Linked DNA regions of Mus musculus: regions 1 and 3 are each linked to region 2. Evidence: chromatin contacts called from public capture Hi-C and targeted proximity ligation data. All regions are on one chromosome and are shown on one strand. The core of a region is the stretch at or near the end of the contact, and the rest is flanking DNA. Distances in the headings are between cores, read along the strand shown. Region 1 has its middle 11 kb from the start of Gm36126. Region 2 has its middle 66 kb from the start of Uhrf2. Region 3 overlaps Ric1 (RAB6A GEF complex partner 1).

Region 1 (3,834 bases), core at 710-3,209, 420 kb after region 2:
GACCATCAGGAGAGGAAAGGCGGCCATTTCGCACAACGTGAATGGAGCCCCTCCTCAGCATTCAGCTTCTTTCGCAGTTTTATCCCGTTTAGCTTTCGGAGGTGCCTTTCCTTACAACTCCACCGCCACGTGCCCGAGAGGAACGAGGGGGCCTCCGTGGCATACAGGCAGATGTGGGCTCGCAGGAAGATCACTTGGAAGGTTTCCCAGCACTGTGTAGCCTGTACCGAGGGTCGGGAGGGATGAGAGGGGCCTCTGCCTTTCTTAGAGAAGGAGCTCGAAAGCCAACAGTTCTAGGACATCCTGACTAGTTCTTCTCTGCAAGTCCTGAGGGTCCTTGCTAGTGCCAGCTCCCACGTGACCGGACCCCTGTCACTTCTCAGAGTCACAGAAATGTAAATGCCTTTATTCATTGGCTTGGTCCCTCACCTTCCCAGCTTGCCCTAGACTGGGCTCCAGGCACCTGCTCAGAGCCCTTCACGCCACAATCTTCTGCATCCAGGACATCCTCACAGACTTTAGTCAGTTCCCATGCTGGAATTGGAGGCCCATAGCACCTCACCCTGCTTTTACTTTAGGAACAATGGCCCAGTATTGGGTAACTGGGTTCTTGCAATGACTTTGTAACTCCTTTGAGTAAGCCTTAACTGTATCTAATGCCCAGTCAGACTTCTAACGGGTGCACACACGTCCCAGGATATCTATACAGACAAGCCCAATACACACTGAAAAATGTGCTTTGCAATTAAAAAAAAATTTATTTATTTATAAGGTACACTGTAGTTGACTTCAGACACACCAGAAGAGGGCATCAGATTTCACTACAGATGGTGTGAACCACCATGTGGTTGCTGGGATTTGAACTCAGGACCTCTGGAAGAACAGTCAGTGCTCTTAACCACTGAGCCATCTCTCTAGCCCCTTGCTGTGCAATTTTTAAAAGCATTTATTTGGAAGGGGAGGGCATGTATGTGCTATGGCACACATGGGAATCAGAGGGGGCCTTGTAGGAGTCACTTCTCTCCTTCTAACACGTGGGAGTTTGTGGATCAAACCAAGGTTGTCAGTCTGGGCATTTCCTTATCCCCTTAAGTAGTGAGCCAGCGAGCCCCTGTGTGACTTTTTTTTTTTTTTAAATTAACTCGGTTTCACTGTTCCTTAGTGTAAACTTCAGAGATGACAGTATCACGTCACAATGTCAGAAGGCTGGGGACACCCGCGTTGACACACGCTTGCTTAGCCTGTGCCCCCTAAAAGATACTTTTACTGGCACAGCTTCCTGGAAGTATAGCTATTGTCTTTATCTGTCTGTCTGTCTGCCGGCCTGACTGTCCATCCCCTATCGATCTGTCATGTCATGCTTCGATGCAATCCCAAGGAAACCTTGCTTACGCTAGGTAGTGTTTTGTCTGCACCTCCCCCACGACCCACCCTGCCCCACTCCCACCCCACCCAACCCCCATCCTTGGTCCTTGTCTCTGTAGGCAGAGGGTCGTGATAGAGTCCCGTGGTCCTTGGGTTCCGAGGTTTCTCTATCCTCTCTGACCACACCTTTGTAAATAGTGCCTTTCCTATCCCTTTTAAGGGCACCATCTGTTTCCAGCTAGAATCCTGGCTAATGCTCACAGTGTGTGGAAAAGATGAACCATTTTCTTTCTAGCATATACTTAACAGACATAAGCATAGGCCGTCTCTTCCCACCAGTCTCCAGTGACACATTACCCACAGAAGTTCCCCTCTCAGCTAACCAGCAGAAGGACAGTCCTAGCCTTGGGACAGTGCTACTGAATGTAGACCCCCCCTGACCCACAACAGAAACCTTGGAGGCTCGTTAGAAATGCAACTATCTGGGTGTAGGCAGCCAGCGCCTAAAAGATGGCGCTCCGGTACACCATCGCCGTAAACAACACCACTGCGCAGGCGCTAGCCTGAATCTGGCGCCAACCCCTCCCAATCGGGTGCATGCAAATTAAGGTGCCGGCAGACTGACCAATCCCAGGAGGACACAGCTTTTCCCTGTGCTGGGGTGTATATAAGGAGTCCTCCCTGGGTTCTCAGGGTTCCCATAGCATCGAGGCAGTGAGGTGGGCGCAACATCTGGGCACCCTACATCTGCTTTCTGGAAACAAAGCCGTGGGAGCTGTGCACATAAATCTTCTAGGTGGTTCTTACACTCAAACTTGAAGACCACTTCCTGGCTGACAGGGTGTGCAGGAGAGGGGTAGGCACCTAGCAGTCGCTCGGGGCCCTTACCAGGGCCTCCTTAACGCCTCCTGCCTGGCCTTTGTTTCTCTAGGATGAGCCACAGTTAGGAACACATCCTAGGTTGAGTGCAGAATTTTTTGCACTTGACCGAGGGCGTCTGCTTCTTTGTCAGCAGAGCGTAGTAGTGCCTGTAAGCACAAGCACGGCTTGGTGCTGAGCTGTCAGGTCTCTGGGTTCAGACATAGGATGACAGCAACATAAGTGGATCAGGACATGGCACTCTCAGACATGCTACTTGGGAGCACTGATGATTTTGAGATGGAAGCACTTGAGAAAAAGAGCAACCACTGGGAGCACTCTCTGCTTTCCCTGGTAGCACTCTCTGCCTTCTCCCCTTCTCCTAAAGTAGGATATAAACATTTCCCCATCTCTCCTGCCATGATAATCGCCCAAGCCCTGGCCTTAAGATTAGTTTGAATGAACAATGTAAAACAAGCCTTCCTTTCCTGCCCACATATATTCACTGTCTACAGTGGCTCACCTTTTTAGGCCCCAGTACCCTTTTCTTCGTGTAGTTTCTTCTCCACCTTCTGTTGAAAATGTTTGTATGAACTTTCACTTCTCTGTGAAGCCCTTCATGAGTAAAAGCATTAGTCAAAAAACTGATAAAGCAAAAAAAATTGATAAAAAATTTGATAAAGCAAAAAAAATTTGATAAAGCAAAAAAATTGATAAAGAAAAAATTGATGAAAAAAATTTAAAAATTGGGCTGGTGAGATGGCTCAGTGGGTAAGAGCACCCGACTGCTCTTCCGAAGGTCCAGAGTTCAAATCCCAGCAACCACATGGTGGCTCACAACCATCCGTAACAAGATCTGACTCCCTCTTCTGGTGTGTCTGAAGACAGCTACAGTGTACTTACATAAAATAATAAATAAATCTTTAAAAAAAAAAACAAAAAACAAAAAAAAAACTGGTAATGTTTCCATATATGTATCCAATAAAATGAAGCAATTCTTTAAAAAAAAAAAAAAAATTTAAAAATTGATAAGGCAAATACCTTTTCATCTAGTTATTGTTGATTTAATTTTGAGCCCTTGGCCACTAAACCAACAGGAGAGGGCACAAGATTCTATCTTTCCCTACACTCTGAAAGAAGGAGGAATTCCATCTGAATTACAAACCTCTGCCTCAGGGTCTGTTGCTCTTACAAAGCCCTTCTTAGCTTTCTGATTTCAAAATCTGGGTTTGAGATGGATTAATAAGTCACACAGTACCAGGTTAAAAAATAAATGGACAGGTGAGATTACTAAACAGGTGAAGGTGCTTGTCTTAGCAAGCCTTACTTCCATTCCAGGAACCTACGAGAATTTGGAGAGAGCTAACTTTTTAGGCCTGTTGTCTGACCTCAACACACGTGGTGGCTGCACCCCCATCTCTCTCTCTCTCTCTCTCTCTCTCTCTCTCTCTCTCTCTCTCTCTCTCTCTCTCTCTCTCTCTCTCTCTCTTTCTCTCTCTCTCACATACACACACACACACACAAACTCATATACACATACACTTACACACACACATATATAAACACACATACACATGCACATACACACATCTACCTTTTCCTTACATAGAT
Region 2 (3,402 bases), core at 607-3,106:
GCTTTTGACTGGCTAAGGACAATCTGTACAGCCTACTTATTAGAGAAGGCCACTCTGGCGCTTTTTATCTTGGGCCATAGGTAACTTAACCTCAACTTACGGAAGATTAAGTAGCAGTTTCTTTGAAGCCCAGAGATAACAAGCCAAGGGGAGGGGCAGAATCCTTGAATGAACATGGAAGAAGTGGATCTTGTCCTAAGTAAACCTGCTACTGACAAGGACCAGTGCCTCCGACTCAAGGGAACAGGCAAAGCCTTACCCATGTCAAGGTGAGGAACCGGGCCGAGTCCTGATCCATGTGCAGATGTTGGTAGTGTGTATAGAAACTAGCAATCATAGCTCCCTCCGTCTGGATGAATGTAACCTGAGAATGTCCCTACACAGTCAGTCCCCCTATTGAGACAACCTAACTCCTTCTCATGCTGAACATAAATAACAAAGTCGCTGGAATTCCAGGATTTTATGTAGTTGGTGCCACTTCATCAGAACAAGCACGGCCCACCCGATCCTAGCATTTCTGTCTGTCCTTCCTTTCTTCATTCCCTTGTCACCTTAGTCAGGTTTCCAGGACCAAGCAATCCTTCACTTCTAGCTACAGGATGAAACGGTTATTAACCATAACAGGAAAAGGATGAGTTTGTGGTGGGTAGCTAGCTAGCCTGCCAGCCACAAGGAAGTTACCTCCATCACTTGCCATCTTCTCACCTGACAGTTCCTAAGAGTTGCTGTGAGGGAGGCTTTCACCTGCTTCCCTGCAGGTGGGTCACCCCAACAATTATACATTCACTAAGTTTCATGCTAGCTACTGGAACAGGTTTGTGTGCTCTTGTGAAATTCTCCACTATAGTCCACATACATAATTACACATAAAAAGCACCTAGACCGATTTCAACCTAACAATAGTACTGAAACAACGGGACCCCTGCTTTTCATTTCCTCCACTAATAGTTAATAGCTATTGAGCACTTCTTAGGTACTATGTGCCTGTCACAAAACATGCAGAGATTCTGGAGGTAACGTGTTTGGTAGGAATTTGCTCCAGGGCCTAACAGCCAAACAGGAGACCAGGCTACCATGGCAACAGCAAATCTGAAGAGCAGGAAACATCGGCCAGCATCTGAACACAGTGGTCCTTTCTCTGGAAGCACCATTGTGAGAAAAATGGAAGCCACAGCAGTGTTCTGTTTCACTAAAGTGCTTGCAGTGGTTGCTAAGGCTGCTTTCCCAGCTGGCCACCTCTATATGCCTTCAGGATGTAACGTAGGTAACTAACTGCTTGTCTTGGACTATTGCACCTCTTATGTTTAACGCCTGCTACGTTGGTCCTCTCCCACCTCTGGGTTTTGCTTGTAGGGATTTTCTACCTGGAGCACTACCCCTCACCCCGCAATCCCAACACTTTGCTTGGCTCCTGTTCTCTGGATTTCAGTGCCTCATAATGGTCTTCCTTGGATCCTTGAGAAATGGATAATTTTTTTTCTTTTGAAGATTATTACATGTAAATACAATATAGCTGTCTTCAGACACACCAGAAGAGGGCGTCAGATAGCATTACAGATGGTCGTGAGCCATCATGTGGTTGCTGGGATTTGATCTCAGGACCTTTGGAAGAACTGTCAGTGCTCTTAACCACTGAGCCATCTCTCCAGTCCCAGTGGGTGACTTTTTATCTTCGATCTTCTCACTGTTTGTTCCTTCCTTTTAAAAACCAAGTTTTGTTAATTATTCGGTGTTTTGTTTTCTCTGCCTCAGACTACGAACCCTGAGAACAATGATCACTGGATTTCCAGCAGAGAGTAAGGGTTTCCTATGCTGTGTTCAATTAGAGCATCACGTGACTAAAAGGGCCTGATCCTGAGTCATCAGCCTGCATGTGAGCTTGCAGTGTCTGCGCTGAACAGCTCTTTTTATGTGCAAAGCCACCCAGCCTTGAAGATAGCCCCTGGCTTCAAGTAGAATGTGCCCCTAATTAAAAACAGTTTTGCTTATTCTGGCCACACACATACCATAAAGTAGTCCTCCAGCTATCCTTGGCTGTACAATGGAGCTGCATTAAGTACAAAGCTGTGTAGAAGTGCCTTTAAGAAAGGCCTGTGCCTGTGTCCTATGCTCTGTGTCCCTCTCTCCTCCTGCCCCAGGCCCTTCCAGGAAGGCTCATCTGACTGGATACAAGGACTCTGGTTCATAATAGAAGCAATGAAATCCTTATGCCTTGGGAACACCCTTGACCCATTAAATGGCCCAGTGCCCTGCAGAGCTCCAAAAGGGTGACCTTTCAGTTTCCAAACTGCTCATTTCAGGTGGCTTTTACACCTAGAAAGGAACACGTTAGTTAATCCAGTACCTGACCAAGAAACTATATTGTCAGTGATCATATCATGCCACTCTTCTGGGTAGTTCCTTTTGTCTTTTTCTCCTCATCCTTTAGAGAACTTTCTGGAACGCTAGATTTTTCTTCCCTGGTGTGTCTTTTACCTGTTTATGTGATTTCCATTCAACTTCACTGAACCGACTGCTCCATCTCACCCTTTCTCTATCATTCCTCAAAATGGTTAACCTTGACTGAATCTGAAAGTCGGCTAGGAGACTTGTCTGTCCCTGGCAGGTCATGAAGGGCATTTCCAGGAAGGAGTACGGCAACACCTCCCTCCCATCGGCTGCCCACATGCAAAGCACGCAGCTCTCCTCTACCCACCTCTGTGCTTGCTTGTGACTCTTCTGCTCTGTGCTGATGGCTGCTGCTGCCCTCCAGCGCTTCTCTCAGCCTTCCAATGTGGACTGGAGACCAGGGGTTCTCTAGGAATCCTCTAGACTGTGGACAGAAGACTGAGACTGCAGAGGCATCCAGCAGCTACTGGGTTCTGGGCCTTTGTGGTATACAGTCACTGCTGGGACGACCTAGTCCTTCCCATCTAAGCAGATGTAATTCATCCCTTTTCATAATTCTGTCTGTCCCTCCCGAGGACCCTTAGTCCCTATTCAAGAGTGTCACAGCTGCTGTCACAGCTGTCAAGTTTGACCTTCAGAAACCTGTCTCCCAGAACCTCTCCCACTTCTTAAGGAGGGTGAGAAATCTCTATATAAGAATTAGATTTTTGTTCTCAAATCACCCAAAGGTTTGCTCAGAAAATGTGACAGGACGCAGGATCTAGTGCTAAACACTGGCAAAAGATTTCCTTAAAAGCTGTTTTATGTGATGCTATGATGGGCTTTGATACATAAACTGGTTACCCAGCCCTTTCCTTAACATCACTGTTCCTAAGGGGAATATTTGTTTGTTTTTTGTTGTTTTTTTTCAAGACAGGATTTCTCTGTGTAGCCCTGGCTGTCCTGGAACTCACTCTGTAGACCAGGCTGGCCTTGTACTCAGAAATCCGCCTGCCTCTGCCTCCCAAGTGCTGG
Region 3 (3,530 bases), core at 9-2,508, 500 kb after region 2:
CATAGAGGAGAGTGTCGTTGACAGCACCAAGGACCAACGCGTCTTCAAACAGAACGGCCAGGGGGTAAATGTTGATATGAAACGGCAGCATGATCCGCTGGGACAGGAAGGAGTGGGGCTTGCGATGATCCCTGGGGAAGAGAGGGAGCCAAACCTTCATCCCCGCACCACCACAGCTCAGCCAGAGGGCCTCCAGAAGGTGACGCTTTTGTTTGTTTGCTCGACAGGTAGTCCAGACATTTTCCACCGACTGGGCTAGTACAACAGGAGGACAGAACGGCAGCTGAAGGAGACACAAGAATTGCTGAAGTTTGGTTTTCCTATTAAATATGGAGGTTCTAAAGTTCATAGGTACTAGCTTTGTAGACATTCAAAATAAGTGTTTTTTTTTTAAAGGGGCTTTATTTAGAATTAGAGATAATAGTAATCTTTCAAAGTATATGTATTGAAATCTATAAAAAAAAACAAACCCAAAACCCCTACAATGACCAACTTCTCTGGTTTGTAAGATGAGCTTTATGTATGTTCTTGGTGCCTAAGTCACAACACACCACTCTCCCCTTAAGCCGCTCTACTCATAAACCCTAAGCTCATCACCGTCCCTCCTCGGGCTGGAAGTGCCGTCTAGCTGTACTCACAAGCTTCCTTTGGTTAGGGTGGCTGTCCTTCTCCCGGATCTGCGGGCCTGACCTGTCCCTCTGCATCATGATGAGCTGTCCCGCAAGGTTCAGCATTATGCTCTCTGCATCACGAGCCTGAAATTGATCAATACTGATTTTTAGGCATATAGTGATCTTGGCATTCCTCACCACCTAGTAAAATTTATGGGTTAAACAAACCAACAGCATTTACTGGGGTTGCACTATGCACAGCCATTTTGCTAGGCTCTGTGGGAAAACAAGTTTCCTGGACAAGATAGACAAAGTATAACATTATGTGGTTAGTGACCAATGAGTGCAGAACTCCTGAAAAAACTAGGAGAACTCCACGCGCACACAAACACACACACACACACACACACACACACACACACACACACACACACACACACACACTCACGCTGGAAATGACCTCAGTGATCTAGGTGCTGTCACTAGAGAGGGGTTAAAAGGATGAAACACCAGGAAGTCAGACGTAGTAGGAAAATATTATATTTTAACCTAAGCACGAAATGTAAGCAGACACATGTAGCTAGGACAGAAGAGCTATACTGGGAACTGCGAGAATGACCTCCTAGCTGGGCAGCAGCGGGATACAAACTGCCACGCACACTCCAGTGAAGTCTGCTTGGCAGGCTGAGGAGCCTGGAAGCACTCAGGAGGCAAAGAGTTTCATGGAAACTCACCTCCTGGAGCTTTGGCGTTCTCATTAACCCGTATACTCATACCCTATTTCTGAGTTCGTCTGCTGTATGGATCCACGTGCTCTCTTTTAGTATTATCTTATTATAAGTGCCTTTTAAGATTGAATTCTGACATATGTAAGCCCCCACCAGTGTTCCAATGTGCCAGAAGGAAGTTACCTATTCAGTAACTAATTAAGCATTACAAAAGACAGAGCCAACAGCTCAAAGCTGGTCTGCAGAGTGTTTAGCATGAAAGAGCCAGGGTATCCCACTGAGATAGAAATCTTCAGTACAGGCTACATTGCATATTAGAAGCAAGTTGGTGAATTCTTCTGACAAATGAAGATTCTCCAGATACTTAAAAGTTACACTCATATAATAATTTAGCAAGGCCTAGGAAATAGGAGGGCATTCTGCTAAGAGCAGAACCCCCTGGTGCTAGCCTTCACAGGGCTCCTTACCTGTCATTAAGCTGACCCTAGGCAGGACTGCTTTATCTTACTGTAAACTTTTACCTGGTTCCTGTAAGTCCCTTTGTAGTCATTCCTTTGTTTTGTGTCAGGCAACTTCAATGTACTTTGCCTGCTGTGACTTCCTACCCCCTTTATTTTCTGTACTATATAAGACTGGTGTTCACTTTGTGACAATACATTCAGATTTTACACAATCTCGCGTGTTGGTCTGTCTGTCACTCGCCAACTCCTTGCCCATCTGCACCCAGAGACCCTTTCCACGCAGACCCAGAGGTCTGCAGCTACAAACCACCTTGCATACCTCTCAAATGAAAGAATCATTAAAAAAATCCCACTTAGTCAGGACGAATTACTGTATTTTATTATGGACATTTTAATCAAATGCTAAAGAGTCTGTAATTATCACGGTTAAACCCACTCCCTCCACTTAAATAAGGACACAGTGGGAGTTTAAGAAACACTGCCTTCAGCCAGCTGTCAGGTAAGTCATGTCATTCATCGTAAGGGGGGATTAGTCTGACTTAGAAACAAACAGAACTTGCTGCCAACCTGGGATGACGGAACAGAAAAGGCATGTCTGAACCAAAGAGGGCTTCATGGTATAAGATCTAAGTGAGGTATGGAAAATGGGGTCTGCTGCTGGAGCAGTGCCTCAGCAGTTAAGGGTATTTACTGACCTTGCGGGGGACGTGAGTTCTGTTCTCAGGACCCTTGCTGACTGTTCAGAATAGCTTCTAACTCCAGCTCCAAGAGATTCAATTCTGTCTATTTATTTCCCTCCTATTATATTTCACCTTTCTAATCTGTTCTTCACTAAGGTAATACCTCGTTGTGAAGCCCTCTTAAATTGCTGCACCCTTTACTAATGAAGCTACTGATCACCACTGTTATCTAGCTCATACACAGATTTTCCCTTTTATTTCAAAGCCAAGGTATTTCAAAGCAAGATACTCTGCTCTCTATTCTCTGATATCTAATTCAATCCTAAAATATGTAGGCATTTTCCTTAAACTACAATGTTAATGAAGCAATAATTTTTAAAATTTTTCTCTCAGTTCTTATTTATTGTTAATTATTGCAATGGTGTTTTTTTGTTTTTCTTTTGGGGGGGGGTTTCGAGACAGGGTTTCTCTGTGTAGCCCTGGCTGTCCTGGAACTCATTCTGTAGACCAGACTGGCCTCAAACTCAGAAATCCACCTGCCTCTGCCTCCCAAGTGCTGGGATTAAAGGCGTGCGCCACCACCGCCTGGCCACACTTTTTTCATAATGCAGCTTACCAACATTGCACTGAGTGGTTCATTTATAGCTAACCTATGCTCTTCTTCCTTATGGTATAATTAGACTAATTCTCTATCTCTATAATTTCTGAGAATGAAAGATGATTTTAGACATAATTCCATTTAGCCTCTATTTTTGGTGAGAAATCTTCATATGAACTTCCTATTATCCCACCTTAGGAAACAGACATTTGTTTCACACATCATTGACTTTCTGATGACTAAGGCTTCACTGTGATATAAAGTTTCATGTAATAACCATTGCTGAATCAGTTATTTTCTTGGGACATAAAATGGTGACTCTGTAATTTTCACGTTTCTTTAAAATCTTGTAGTGGGACCTATGTGAAACAGAACTTTATCAGCCAAGGCTAGGTGGCCACCACAACAGAGCTTACAGAGGGAATGGAGCTGAGCTGTAAGGAAGAAAGGAA

Evidence for each region. Capture Hi-C pulls out chosen DNA fragments and counts their contacts.
Region 1: a targeted proximity ligation map of embryonic stem cells shows a contact between it and region 2, with 2.4 times the contacts expected there. A contact is called at or near these places in 3 of 130 datasets of targeted methods (bone marrow-derived macrophages, embryonic stem cells and pancreatic cancer cells).
Region 3: a contact with region 2 is called in a capture Hi-C map of embryonic stem cells, with 2.6 times the contacts expected there. A contact is called at or near these places in 1 of 484 Hi-C or Micro-C datasets (cumulus cells), 1 of 130 datasets of targeted methods (pancreatic cancer cells) and 1 of 9 other capture datasets (embryonic stem cells).

The regions. Positions count from the first base shown.
Region 1 is chr19:29,670,951-29,674,784 of GRCm38.p6, reverse strand. No RefSeq gene overlaps it. Among named protein-coding and RNA genes, the nearest start is that of Gm36126, 11 kb to the left of the region's middle.
Region 2 is chr19:30,094,940-30,098,341 of GRCm38.p6, reverse strand. No RefSeq gene overlaps it. Among named protein-coding and RNA genes, the nearest start is that of Uhrf2, 66 kb to the right of the region's middle.
Region 3 is chr19:29,592,024-29,595,553 of GRCm38.p6, reverse strand. Ric1 (RAB6A GEF complex partner 1) reads right to left here. Exons shown (of 26, transcript NM_001081319.1): 18 at 639-755; 19 at 1-283. Among named protein-coding and RNA genes, the nearest start is that of Ermp1, 55 kb to the left of the region's middle.